Regions from separate parts of the Macaca mulatta genome. Here region 1 is linked to region 2. Evidence: chromatin contacts called from public Hi-C data. All regions are on one chromosome and are shown on one strand. Each heading gives the region's core, a stretch centred on a gene start, on an enhancer-like site or on the middle of the called end of the contact. The rest is flanking DNA. Distances are from core to core; before and after follow the strand shown. Region 1 holds the start of TCEANC (transcription elongation factor A N-terminal and central domain containing). Region 2 holds the start of TMSB4X (thymosin beta 4 X-linked).

The links. Hi-C and Micro-C count contacts between places; a contact is called where the count stands out from the background.
Region 1: a contact with region 2 is called in a Hi-C map of fetal cortical plate, with 3 times the contacts expected there. The contact joins the promoter of TCEANC here to the promoter of TMSB4X in region 2. A contact is called at or near these places in 2 of 14 Hi-C or Micro-C datasets (fetal cortex germinal zone and fetal cortical plate).

The regions. Positions count from the first base shown.
Region 1 is chrX:13,295,716-13,302,515 of T2T-MMU8v2.0, reverse strand. TCEANC (transcription elongation factor A N-terminal and central domain containing) reads right to left here and starts at 1,451. Exons shown (of 4, transcript XM_077988142.1): 1 at 1,332-1,451.
Region 2 is chrX:12,580,788-12,587,080 of T2T-MMU8v2.0, reverse strand. It overlaps TMSB4X (thymosin beta 4 X-linked), which reads right to left and starts at 2,562. Exons shown (of 3, transcript NM_001260557.2): 1 at 2,504-2,562; 2 at 1,298-1,413; 3 at 434-880. The coding sequence starts at 1,397. The coding sequence ends at 846.

The DNA.
Region 1 (6,800 bases), core at 202-2,701, 720 kb before region 2:
ACCAGGCATTGTTCTAGAGCAGGGGGTCAGCACACTTTTTCTGTTAAAGATCAGAAGGTACATATTTTAGGCTTTGTAGGCCATACAATCTCTATGGACTACTCAACTCTGTTGCTCTTGTAGCAGCAACAGCAGATACAGAAAATAACATAAATGGATAGGCATGATCTTGTTCTGGTAACACTTGTTTACAAAAACAGGCAGGCTAGATTTGGCTGCAGGTCATAGTTTGTTGACCCTTTTCTAGAGCAGGGCTGTGCAACATAAATATAACATGTAAACCACAAATATGATTTAAAATTTTCCAGTAGTCATGTTAAAAAATAAAAATTGAAATTATACATTTTATTTAACCCAGTATATCCAGAATAGTCATCTCAACACGTGATTAATATAAACAAATTGAGATAGTTTACATTCTTTTTCATGCTAATTTTCCAAACTTCACTGTCTTACACTTATAGCACATCTCAATTCGGACAAGCCACATTTCAAGTGCTCAAGCCTTATGTAACTAATGGCTATCATTATTGGACACCACGGTTCTAGAACTGATGCTAATATGGATAATGCTTAGATGCATACCTATACCAAAAAGTTTATACAGTGCCAGGAAAAGTAGGCACGAAATATGGTATTGGATCCATATAAAAACTTACAAAGATTAGCTAATATTATAGTAAGCAAGGTGCACACATCTGCACAAAAATGGCCTAAACCCTGAGAAGAACGAGAGGAAAGTTCTGGAAACAATGTTTCCAGAAGTTGGTAAAAAGTCAATAATAACCTAGATCTGTTCAGATCTTTAGATCTCTTTAAAGCCTAAAGAGAAAGTGTAACTTTCTAGCCCTAACCCACTTACAGCTCCCCAGCTTCACAGAGAGCCCCGCCCTCTATGGAGAGAAATGATGCCAAATGTTGGCAGTGGTGTAGCGGTTACTTAACTGCCACTCAGTACTGCGCTAGGGCCCTTTCCCTTAATGGTGACCCCTAGTAAAGGTGCAGCGAGAGGAAGAGACCAGCCCAACAGCCCGGTCTAACCCGGGTTCGAGTTCCGGTGGGTGGGGTCGAGCAACATGCAAAGCCTGCCGCTAATCATCTTGGGATGACGGCCCAGCACCCAGCACACAAGCAGCTGCAGTCCCGAGGGTTCAGCCCACTCTGGCGACCTCGGCAGTCGGAGAGGAAGGGGCGGGGGTGAGAGCACCTTTGGACCTACGCCGCCCAGGGCGCACCGGAAAGCCGCCGCGAGCCGGGGTGGGCTTCCGCTGGGAACAAGGGCTCGCCTTTCTGCGGGACACAGGCCCTGGCAAACCTGAAGCATGACTCACTGAAAAGCGCAGGCGCAGTTCCGGAGCTTTCAGCCGCCCAGCGTCCACGGAGAACTTCCGGTCACCGGGACAGGGACAACTTCAAGGCTTAGCCAATCCAAGCCCACAGGCTGGCGCACGTGGGCCTGGGACCCGGCGCATGCGCACTAGGGAAATGGCGCATGCGTAGAGCGAACGGCGGCGGCCGTGGGACTGGGCTCGCGCGGCTTCCTGGAGGAGGAGCTATGGCCCCGCCCCTGGCCCGATAGAAAGAAACTGCACTTTCGTTTTTTAGCAGCAAAGGTTGTTGACGTACTTTACAACTTACCTGTTCTGCTTCTACTCAGGACAGTCAAGACAGTGTTCAGCTAGATGTTCACATAACCGTAGACATAAATGTGAATCTATTTAACGCAGTAATTAATTCAAAAAGTGTTTTTAACATCCTAGCATGCAACAGTTGATATGAAAGTAGTAAATGTTAATTGAGTGGTCATGTGCATCCTGGACTTCTCATCTGTGCACATTCTCATTCTTTGCCTGCAAAGGGCCAGTAAAAGCACAGTGATGGTTGAACGAATGTGACAGCCTCCTATGCTGATGCCTTACTCCAAAGTAATTTGGGGAAAGGTTCAGGGAAGCAGATTATCCAATCCAATACTCTGGACTGGGTGCTGGCAGAAAGGAGGGCGATTGTATGATTAAGTATCATAATAAATCTTACCTAAAAGGAGGGGAGACAAGACCAGTGACTCATTAACTTACCTAAAAGGAGGGGAGACAAGACCAGTAACTCATTAACTGGGATAGGGGATGTTTGGTCATTTTTGTGGTTTGGACAATGTTTATGTTTTTTCAGCATTCCCACGTGATTACAAAGGAGTCTTGTTTTTGTCTTGATCCATCCGGTCAAAGAGTGGTCACGTCTGATGGTGTTCTGTGAAGTATTTATGTTCCACGGAGCACCAAGGCCCAGCTGTGACTGCCGGGTCAGCTCAGAGCTGTCAGGGGTTACTTTTATCTTGCTGTCTATTACAGGGCTAAAATGTTTGCCATTGTAAATTGTAATGCAATTTTCACTTAAGAATTATATAATACCTTGTTGAAGAAAAAATTATTTGGCTGGGCGTGGTGGCTCACGCCTGTAACCCCAGCACTTTGGGAGGCTGAGGCAGGCGGATCACAAGGTCAGGAGCTCAAGACCATCCTGGCTAACACGGTGAAACCCCGTCTCTACTAAAAATACAAAAAATTAGCCGGGCGTGGTGGCACGTGCCTGTAATCCCAGCTACTTGGGAGGCTGAGGCAGAGAATCGCTTGAACCCAGGAGGCGGAGGTTGCAGTGAGCTGAGATCGTGCCCTGCACTCCAGCCTAGCGACAGAGCAAGACTTTGTCTAAAAAAAAAAAAAAGAAAAGAAAAGAAAATTATTTAATGACACTTGTCACTTGTTAAAGCATGGTAAGGAAGACTTTATTCAGGACCATTGAGGTAGACATAGGGACCACTGCAACAGGGTCTTGCAGTGGGGAAGAGAGATTGGGCTCAACTTCAAATGTGGCATGGAAAAGTGAGAATTTATAGCCAAGGAGCAAGGAAGGGAGGTCAGTGAATGGACCTCCCTGACCTTTGCTGTAGAAATTTCTGGCCCAGTTCATCTGGAATGAATCTAGGGCTGCCAATGGATTCTAAAGAGGTTGCTGAAAAGTTGGTTCTTTTGGGCAATTTAAAAATGGAATACTTATAAAAGTACTCACATCTGTGATAATTTATCATGCATAGTTTTCAGGCCTTTGTTTTAAAATCATCTTTCAGCTGCTTCAATACTCTGGAATTCTCTTTGATAAATTTCCCTTAGTGCAGCGGAAACCTCTTTTCAATCCTTATTAAGTCTCTGAGTAGCAATATATTAACAGATATTCTGAGCTCATGCAGACAGCCCTTTCCTGCGAATTCCCAAGGAAGAGAGGCAAAATCCTTTATGGGCCTTCTCCAGAGGCTAATGTTACACATTGCTGAGGGAACAGTTACAGATGTTTTCCATGGAATGAGGTCAGAGAAACTGCCTCTTTCTGGGTTCTGAGGTGCCGGCCGGTGTTCATTTCCTGATAAAACACCAGGACCAGACACTGGGCTTAACTGGGGATGTTCTTATAAGTCACAGTATGGAAGGCATAGGATTAAAACAATGAACAGTTCCCTTGAAATCTCAGGAGTTACAGAATATTAGGAAATAGAACAAAAAGTCATACATTATAGAAACAGAAACCTTATGTTTAAGTTCTGCAACATATTTCTCAGACTTATGCAGGTGAAATGACAGAGAAGCAGCAAACATGGTATCTCCAGTGAACATCCCCAGAGGCTCCCAGAAGAGCTAGTTCCATGGGTCAGGCAGTGCCTGGCTGGTGGGCCACAGACTGCTTAAACCAACCTAGTACCACTTTTGTTCTTTGGAGGTGCCCACTTTGGAGATCTTTTGGAGGACCCTCCCTTTGCTGGTAGCCTCTTCTTACCCATTCCATGGTTCAGATGCTGTACCCTCTGGTTGACTGCTGGCTCCTGCTTTTGGTAGTACATCCCACACAAATTTTTTCTGTCAGGTTACCTCACTTGCAGGCCTCTTGGTCAGGGTCCTTCCAAGACAGCCTAGGCCCAGCTGCTTGCTTGATGTGTACTTAGCCCATGGGAACAACCCAGTGGCTCTGCTCCCCACCCAGCCCTGGAAGCAGGGCTGTTCCCTCTGCAGCCCTTCTCGTCATCTTTACAGTCGGTCTTAGGTAGCTCTAGCTGGCTTCTCGCCTATTCATTGTTTTTTTTTTGTTTTTTGTTTGTTTGTTTGTTTGTTTTTTTGGAGAGTTAGACACCATTCTACAACAGGGGCACCTGTCCATCTCTCTGAGTGGTTCTGTCAAAGTCCCCCTCACTTGCCTTGGAGTGGGGTGGGAAGGAAGCTTCCAGAACTGTAACAACCCTCTTTCACTCTTGCCTTCTCCTGTACATAAGCTGAAGAGTGGCAAGGGGGCTCACCATTTAGTAAGCCCTGGGTAAATGGTCTAACATCTGTCATTAGAACCAGGAGACACTTAACATTGTGCTCACCTTTGGGGCCTTGGACAAAACTCTGAGTCAGGAAATATCCCATGTAACATCTTCTTGTACCTGTAGTAATCTCCAGATCAGTTCCATACCTCTTATTCTCCTTTTCTGTATCATTTGTCCATTTTGCTAATTTCTCTAGAAGGTATGTTATTCTACTATACATTTATGGCAATATATTTAGTGGAGAAATGATGAAGGACCAGAAAGTCTGGCTTCAGTCACCTCTTGGTTGATATGGTATGGCTATGTCCCCACCCAAATCTCATCTTGAATTGTAGTTCCTATAAGGCCTATGTGTTGTGGGAGGGACCTGGTGGGAGGTAACTGATTCATAGGAGCAGTTACCCCCATGCTGTTCTTGTGATAGTGAGTTCTCATTAGATCTGATGGTTTTATAAGGGGTGTTTCCCCTTTTGCTCTGTACTTCTCCTTGCTTTCACCATGTGAAGAAGGATATGTTTGCTTCCCTTTCCACCATGATTGTAAGTTTCCTGAGGCCTCCCCAACCCTGCAGAACTGTGAGTCAATTAAACCTATTTGCTTATTAAAATACCCCGTCTCAGGTATTTCTTCAAAGCCGTGTGAGAACGTACTAATACATTGGTGCATATCATAAGAGGAAAATTCAGAGGCAGTGCAACAACATCTTTAGTATTTTGTTACTAAGGATTCTTCAAAATTCTCTTTAATCAGAAAAATATAGAACAATTGCAAAATGAAATGGAACAAGGGGACACCAACTCTACTCAAAGACCTCTGCCTTCCTACACAGTTGCTATTTCCACTGCTATGAAGAAATCTGAACTGAGGCCTGTCATCTGGGGTTTTGTTCTGCCAGAGTGGCTTGTGACCAGGAGTAGTACAGTCTGGAGGTGATCCTGACATGCGGACTGCCCCATGAAATGCCTCACTTCATTTTGGTTTTCGAGTCTTTGTTTTAAAGGGAAGTTGTTTTGTAAGAGCAGTTCATCAGCATAGCGAGACATAAGAATTAAACATTGAAGCATTGGTCTGTGTTGCTTCCTTTATCTTTCGTTCTTGCACCACATGGCCTCATGGCTCGTTCTCATGGACTGACACTGTACACACCACCCACAGCTGTCCTTTCATGATGTGACCTGGCATGCTGCCAGGAGGGCCTATTCATCAACAGTGACAATGTAAAGGATAGCCATGTTCTCTTCTTAGTCTTCAGTGGGAGACACATTTGGCCAGAAGTATACCGTTCTGATTTACAGTGCCTAAGAGAAGCGCTTTGCCATTTCAGCCTCATTTTCTCACAAAAACCTAATACATGGAGTCGCTGCAGTATTTGGGTCATATAATAATGTTTTTTTAAAAAAATTTTATTCATTTATTTTTGAGACAGAATCTCACTCTGTCACCCAGGCTGGAGTGCAGTGGCGTGATCTTGGCTCACCGCAACCTCCGCCTCCTGGGTTCAAGTGATTCTCCTGCCTCAGCCTCTTGAGTAGCTGGGATTACAGGCATGTGCCACCACACCAGACTGATATTTTTGGTATTTTTAGTAGAGATGGGGTTTCACCATGTTGGCCAGGCTGGTCTGGAACCCTTGATCTCAAGTGATCCGCCTGTTTCGGCCTCCCAAAGTGCTGGGATTATAGGCATGAGCCACTGTGCCTGGCAATAATGTTTATATTAGTTGTTCTTCATTTCAAACCTTGAGTCAGACCCCACCTAGGTTTCTGGTTGCTGAGGAGAATGAAGGTGTCAACTCTTTTGTCGTTATGAGAGTAGATCTATTACACTGGTATGTGGCCTGGGATAATTACATGTACTCGATCTCAGATTTGCATGATGGGGTTCACATGGTGGACTTTGGTGAGTTTGGACCACCCAGCTTCGGCACACCTTCCAAACAGCCAATCAGGTGCCTATTCTGCCCTAGCCAGGTGGCAGCTCGATGACCCCAGCTGGCCCGATTGCACATCCTCCCTGGAATGTGAATTTTAAGCAGAATGATGTGGAGTCTAAACATGGTGAGAGATCATTAAGGTGGGGGTGGTATCCTTATGAGACCATTCCTCCAATGGCTCTTTTCCCATAGTCCTGCTTCTAGCCCAGTGGCCCATTTCCAAAGCTGGCTGGCTGGTCTCTCCCTCCACCTGTACACTCCTGCTATCCTTACTGTAACTTCCCTCTGCTGGGTCTGTTTTGGTGGCTTGCTAACAGTAAACACTAACTGACACTGCCTGTCTTAATATGGCAGTGTGATTTGAGGGACATCAGAAGAGAACCCCTGACCTTACCATGGAGCTGGAATTCCTTTCTTATTCATTCCTTTGGATGAAGACATTGGAAGCTGCTATTATAAAACAGCAACTATTACTTAGGAAAGGTTACACTTGAAGCTGTTTATTCGCCATGC
Region 2 (6,293 bases), core at 1,313-3,812:
TGAGTAAGCAAAAGTCCTAAATTCCTTAACGCAGCTGCTAAAAATGTAATTTTTACTCGTCTGTTAATACTAGCACTTGGTTAAATAACCAAGTTCAATTTGATGCCTGAAATAAGATACTGTGCTGTAAATTATCACCTTCATTTTCTTGAGCACGTGCAATAAATGCAATGTCAGCTTATCAAAACCCGTAAGAACTGCAAATATATTTTTATTAAAGTTCTCATACAACTCATACTAGGAATTCAATCAGCCTGAGAAAATGATCACCTAGTATAGACAAGGTATTTTGCATACCTGGGTGAAACCCATTTCTACACCATAAGGGAATTTATCCAGTCACCAGATGCTTGTCCCTCCCCAGTGGACCAAGAGGTTAGGCCTCTTTGCAAAGGTTTCATCCGCGATCCTTCCAGAGACCAGACACACCAGCTAAGTTTTTAAACTTTTTATTTGCATATTAAAAAAATTGTGCATTCCGATAATTAAAATCATTTGAACAAAAAAAAAATGGCACTCTGATTAAACTGCATTACAGCCTGCAGGACACCTTGGGCCAGCTTGGTTTTACTCTAGATTTCACTGTCGTCCCACCCCCACTTCTTCCACCCCACTTCTTCCTTCACCAACATGCAAGTTCTTTCCTTCCCTGCCAGCCAGATAGACAGATGGGAAAGGCAGGCGCGGCCTTCGTTGTCAGTAGTTCTTTGATGTGAAAGGGGCAGCACAGTCATTTAAACTTGATCCAACCTCTTTGCATCTTACAAAGTTAAACAGCTAAAAGAAGTAAAATAAGAAGGCAATGCTTGTGGAATGTACAGTGCATATTGGCGGCGCACGCCTCATTACGATTCGCCTGCTTGCTTCTCCTGTTCAATCGCTGTGACCAGAAAAAGAAAAAAAAAGATGGAGGGAGATGATTAAAGGATTCAGTACAGACTACTATAAAGGGCTTTCATTTAAAGCATCTTTTCAAATCAAACATTCTGCAAGGTATTCCATAATGGAATAAAATATGTATATTGAATATACTAAATAGAAGTATATTTTAACGGACAAATGTGTTTTTATATTAATATGGCATATTAAATATTCCATAACTAAATTACTAAAGCCCTGTGTTTGTTGGCTGCAAAACCATTTTTAATTAACCTTTGCAAGCCACATTCATCAGCTGTCGGCTCTTCCCCCGCACTCCCCCCTCCCGAATTCTTCCCGCGGCCCCTCCCAGCCTCCCGCCCTCCCACCGGCCGCTCCCACCCAGCCTTTCTAAAGATGGGGGTGGGTCGGAGCTTACTTTCTTTGGAAGGCAGTGGATTTTTCTCTTGCGTCTCTGTCTTCTTCAGTTTCGACTTATCGAATTTCTCGATCTCAGCCATATCGGGTTTGTCAGACATGGTTGCGGAGGAAAAGCTGCAGGGAGCAAGCCAAGAGCGAGCGTGAGGAAGAGCCACCCACCCCCAGTGTCTCTGGGCTGGGAACTGCGCTTCTGCCCTGCGACCCGCAGCCTGAAAACCCTTCTCGCCCTCCTTCCGCTGCCGTTCCACACTCACGAGCTTCCTCTTTCTACAGAAAAAGGGGCGACACTCCCCGCGCCCCTCCTCCCCATATTTCAAAACGCTGGGGACCAAAGAGGGCGGATGCCTCTCAAAGCCGAATCTTGCAGAATAAAGGAAATTGACCAATGCGAATTGTTCATTACAGCGTTTAAAATTAAAGGCTGGCTAGGACAAGGAAATAGGAAACCCACTTCCGAATTCAAGTGGGAAAAATCGGCAAGAATTCTTAAAATGGAACCCAGGCAGCAAAAGCGTTTCCTTTTTCTAGCCGCGGCCTCTCCGCAAAGGATGCGGGCCGGATCTGGCTTTCTCGTCCTCTCACAAAGGCGGCGGCCGCGGCTGGAGCTTCCGACCACCGCCCTACCCGCTTCCTCGCCCGCGCCACAATGCAGCCCCGCACACAAAGCGACTGCCGCGCGCCCCGAAGCCGGTCTTGCCTGCTTTCCCGGCAATTCGGCATCCCTGGCACACATGTCTCTGCAAGAAGGGCTGTGAAAATGTCATGGCACAGCCCCACCGCCGCCAGGCTGCACAGATGCAGCCCGCGCAGCCGTCCGAGACTGGGAGGAGGCTCGGGGCTCGGGAGATGAACCTCAGAACAAAGGACCTGTCTGTTCTCCCCCATCTCAGCCTCCCAGGCAACGCACAATACCTTTGCGGGCAAACACTAAGAAATTTTTTAAGGTCCCCTCCGAGCAGCACGGCAAAACGCCAGTTTTTCGGTTTTGTTCTTAAATCATCGATTTTCCCACCCCATTACCCAGCATCTAGGGTGTTTCGCACCCCCCCAGCTCCCCAAAGCAGCCTGCCCCGGGAGAACCACTCAGGCTCGGCTTTAGGAAATGCCTTCACAGGGAAGCGGATGATGAAAGGGCGAGCACCGTGGGAAGGGGACTGAGGCAGGAAGGCAGGAGGAGGAAGGAGGAAGGGGCCCTGGGGCTCACCGGAGCGAGGCGCACGAAAACGAGCGAAGTCTGGTCTGAGCAGTGGCCACCACCGAGTTGTCGGGCGGGGTGCGGCGGGCGCCGCTTTATGGGCGCTCCTATGTAAATGAGGTGATGTCACCCGCCGGCCCGCTTAACTCCTTCGCGCCGCGTCTCGGAACGGCATCCGGAGGCCTGCCAGGCTTTTGGGGAGCCCCACCCCCACCCGGGGTCCACTAGTGCACCCTAACCACAACATGGCGAAAAAAATAAATGAGCAAAGCACGCTCCAACACTTCCTTCATAACACATTTTCCCCTTTTACGTTTATTTCATTACGATGAATTTTTGCAACAGCAGCGCAAAAATTGCTCTTGGGGACCAGTGCATAATAACTAAGGGTCGGGGTGGCACCTAGGGTGACAGGCATTCTTTTATTGCGAAACTGCCTTTGTCTACTGTGGACATCTCCACACAAGGGCGCGGTGTCTCTCGCTGGAGAGCCTGGCCGGCTGCAGGGGTACGATTCCTGTGACTCAGCTTTCAGACCAGTGGAGGGCATGCGCCCCACCCCGGGCCTCTTTGTCTTCCTCGCTGGCGTTCCTCTTGCCTTGGGTGGGACGTAAAGCACCCTTAAGTGATTTTAAAAGAGAAAGTTTCATCACTGTAACATCCATATTGTTTCAGCAGCATAATTTTTGTGACCACTCAACAGTAATATTTGCTGGGTGTAGGGTAATTTGTCTGGAGTTTATAGGGTAAAACACCTCCCTCTTAGCAAAATAAGTCAAGCTCAAGCTCTGCCATTGACTTTACTGCCTGGCAATGAGGAAGTTCTTTACCTTCCTCTTCCTTATTTTCATAAATTATAAAAGTGATGGCTAAGGAGGCCTGCGTTGAATTCCGAAGACGACAGTTACATGATCTCTAACATCTTAAGGTGAAATTCAAAAATCAAATTATATTTTCAAGGGAGCGTTTCCAGCACTAGAACATCTCTGAAGTGCATCTGCATCTGGAAATATAAGAAATTCGGGTAGAGGGAAGCAGTTTTCAAAATGGCACCTGACTCTGTGAATACCAGTGACCCACTTGCTACTGAAAATTAGTTACAAATACCATGGCACGCGCCTGCAAATGGCGTGTGAAAGGAAAAAGACTCCCCGGTTATAAAGAGGCCTAGCTGTGATTATTTCTAAGAAACAAGGCAGTGTGCAAAATATTCCTTCTCCTTTTCCGTGGCCTGGGGAAATGTTTCTAGAAACCCCTTGCTAATCATTTTTATGGCACAGGCTTTTGTCTCGCTGGGGATTAGAGTCAACCTTATATATAGACCCTTGAATGCCACTGCCAGCAGCTCGGACTTCCCCGTTTCTTCATCTACTTCGACTTCCTTTTTCCTGGGGAGGAAAGAGGTGGGGGTGAGCAGGGGCAGGTGACCGTCTGGTTCCCTAGTTAATGCTCTGCTGGGTGGCTGCCTTCCTGGCCTCCAAATGGGGCACTGGACCTGTTCGTGCATGCACCGAATGTCACCTGTCTGGTATCAGTCGCCCGCCTCTGTTCCATGTTGGGAGTCCACTTCATCGTTGAAACACAGAAAAGATCTTGCAGGGTGCCTTTAGAGCTGGCAGCTGCTGTTGTACCGACACCGTTTCCGCAGGTTCTGTGATTCCATTTCCCCTCGCCCAGCTGCTGTCGAAAATCATTTCTTTCCTCCCAATGTCTCCTGATGACAAAGGAGTGCCACTACCTTCTCCTGGCTTCTTCTCCCAAGGGCCTTTCCTCAGAAAGAGTTAGGCCTCACTGAAGCAATTCTCCAAAGGAGATGGACGAATGCAAACTTGGAAATGTCTGGAGAAGTTTTCCAGTGCAGTAGCAAGCAGCCTTCCACTGTGCTGGAACACTGATAGAGGCCAGGTGGGAACAGAGAGGAAGAGAAAGAGATGACTGCTTAAAGGAAAAGAGTTCCCATGATTGGGATTGACCTGCAAACGGGTCAGGAGACAGAGAGAGACACGAAAGGGAAGGGTGGTGCAGATACAAGGACATGCAAACCAAAGGAATATTCTTAAAAGTTGCATGAGTGGCCATGTGAATGAATCTTTCTGTGCTGGAGTTTTCTCATCTGTAAAATGGGTTCATTGCAACACGGACCTCACAGGGTTGTTGGGAGGATTAAATGCTTCAGACAGTGCATGACAATTAGTAAGCTCTTTCTATTGTTATTATTCATATTATTTAGGATGGAAGGTTGAGGAAAAATAATAAAATAATTGTCTGTGTTTAGAATTAAAATTTTTAGGTGTCTTGATATTATTTCTCCTATACATTTATATATTATTATATATTATTTCTATATAATTAATATATATGAATATATATTATTATTTTCGCTTACAAAATGTTGATAGAAGATCTTTTGGTAGTTCTACAGCAAATACAAAATGATGACTCCTGTCAGTTGATACTTTCTAAGAGTCAGGCATTGTAACAGAAGTTTTATATTTGTTTTTTCCTTTCTTCCCCACCGCCTTTCCATAAGAAGTTTCCAGATGGGGAAACTGAGGCTTAGAAAGCCATCATTGGGTTACATCAGCTGGTAGCCACTCTGTTGTATATGCCAAGAGCATACAAAAGTCCTCCCCGCATCCTCTTAGTCTGTGCCCGAGAATCACCAGGAAGAGTGTGAGGAGCTAAGCTGTTGTGCTTTCCACAGTGTCTGGTGGATAGTAGTTGCTCAATAACAGTTCTCCCACTGCACTGAATTGATTTTCTTTTCTTTTCTTTTTTTGAGACAGAGTCTCCCTCTGTCACCCAGGCTGGAGTGCAGTGGTGCGATCTCGGCTCACTGCAACCTCCACCTCCCGGATTCAAGCCATTCTCTGCCTCAGCCTTCCATGAATTGATTTTCTTACATGAGGGAGGTACTTGAACTCAGGTGTTGAACCTGTGACTCCAATTGCCTCGCTTTCTTCTCCTCAGATAATTAAATCCATTTAGTCTTAATGTTCTAGATGTCAGAATGTTCCAGGATCATTCCTGCCCCAGGCAGTTACATTTATAAGTCTGTTAGTCTGTGCCGGGCACAACTACCATTGAGGTAGGAGTTTTCGATACCAATTAAAAAGACAGAGGCATACAGGGGCAAAGGAACTGCCTACAACAGGTGCAGATGTTGTTCCCAGTGAGACCCACCCGTTCCCCCCCCCCAAAAAAAGGCCTTGGGTGACTCTGGGTTGTATGGTGCACTCTGGCCCTGGGGCTCTCTGGTGAAAGATAAGTAGAGTCCACTTTGCCCCTGTCCTGTCTTCCTCATCTCACGGGCCACAGCGCCCCATGAAAAATGTGCCAACATTGCCTACATTGAAAGGCGGTTGCCCTCCAACCCTGTGCCTGGTGGAACCCAGAAAAGGTGTCAGGGGATGCAGTTTTATTTTGCTTTCCAAGGCGGTCCTACGATAGAGTCGTAGCTATTTCTAACCGTGGAGAAGTTGGCTAGAAGTCTGAATTCATGAAAATGAGTTATATTAGTTTGAACCTATTTAATTTTGTGCCAAGAACTTACCAGAAGAAGAGAAGAAGGAAGAGGAGGGAGGAACAGAAGAACACGAACAAAGCTGAGCTCCCAACTCTTGCTTTCTCAAGCCCAGATCCCTTTGTCTGAGTTTCAGGGCCTCCTATCATTTGCCCCACCTGCCTGCACCCCACGTTCCCCTGTGGCCCCTGCAGTCTCCATCTCGTCTCCCTCACAGCGGAGCCCTCCTTCCACTGATTGGAATCTAAATCCCCTTAAAGACACAGCCTAAGTACC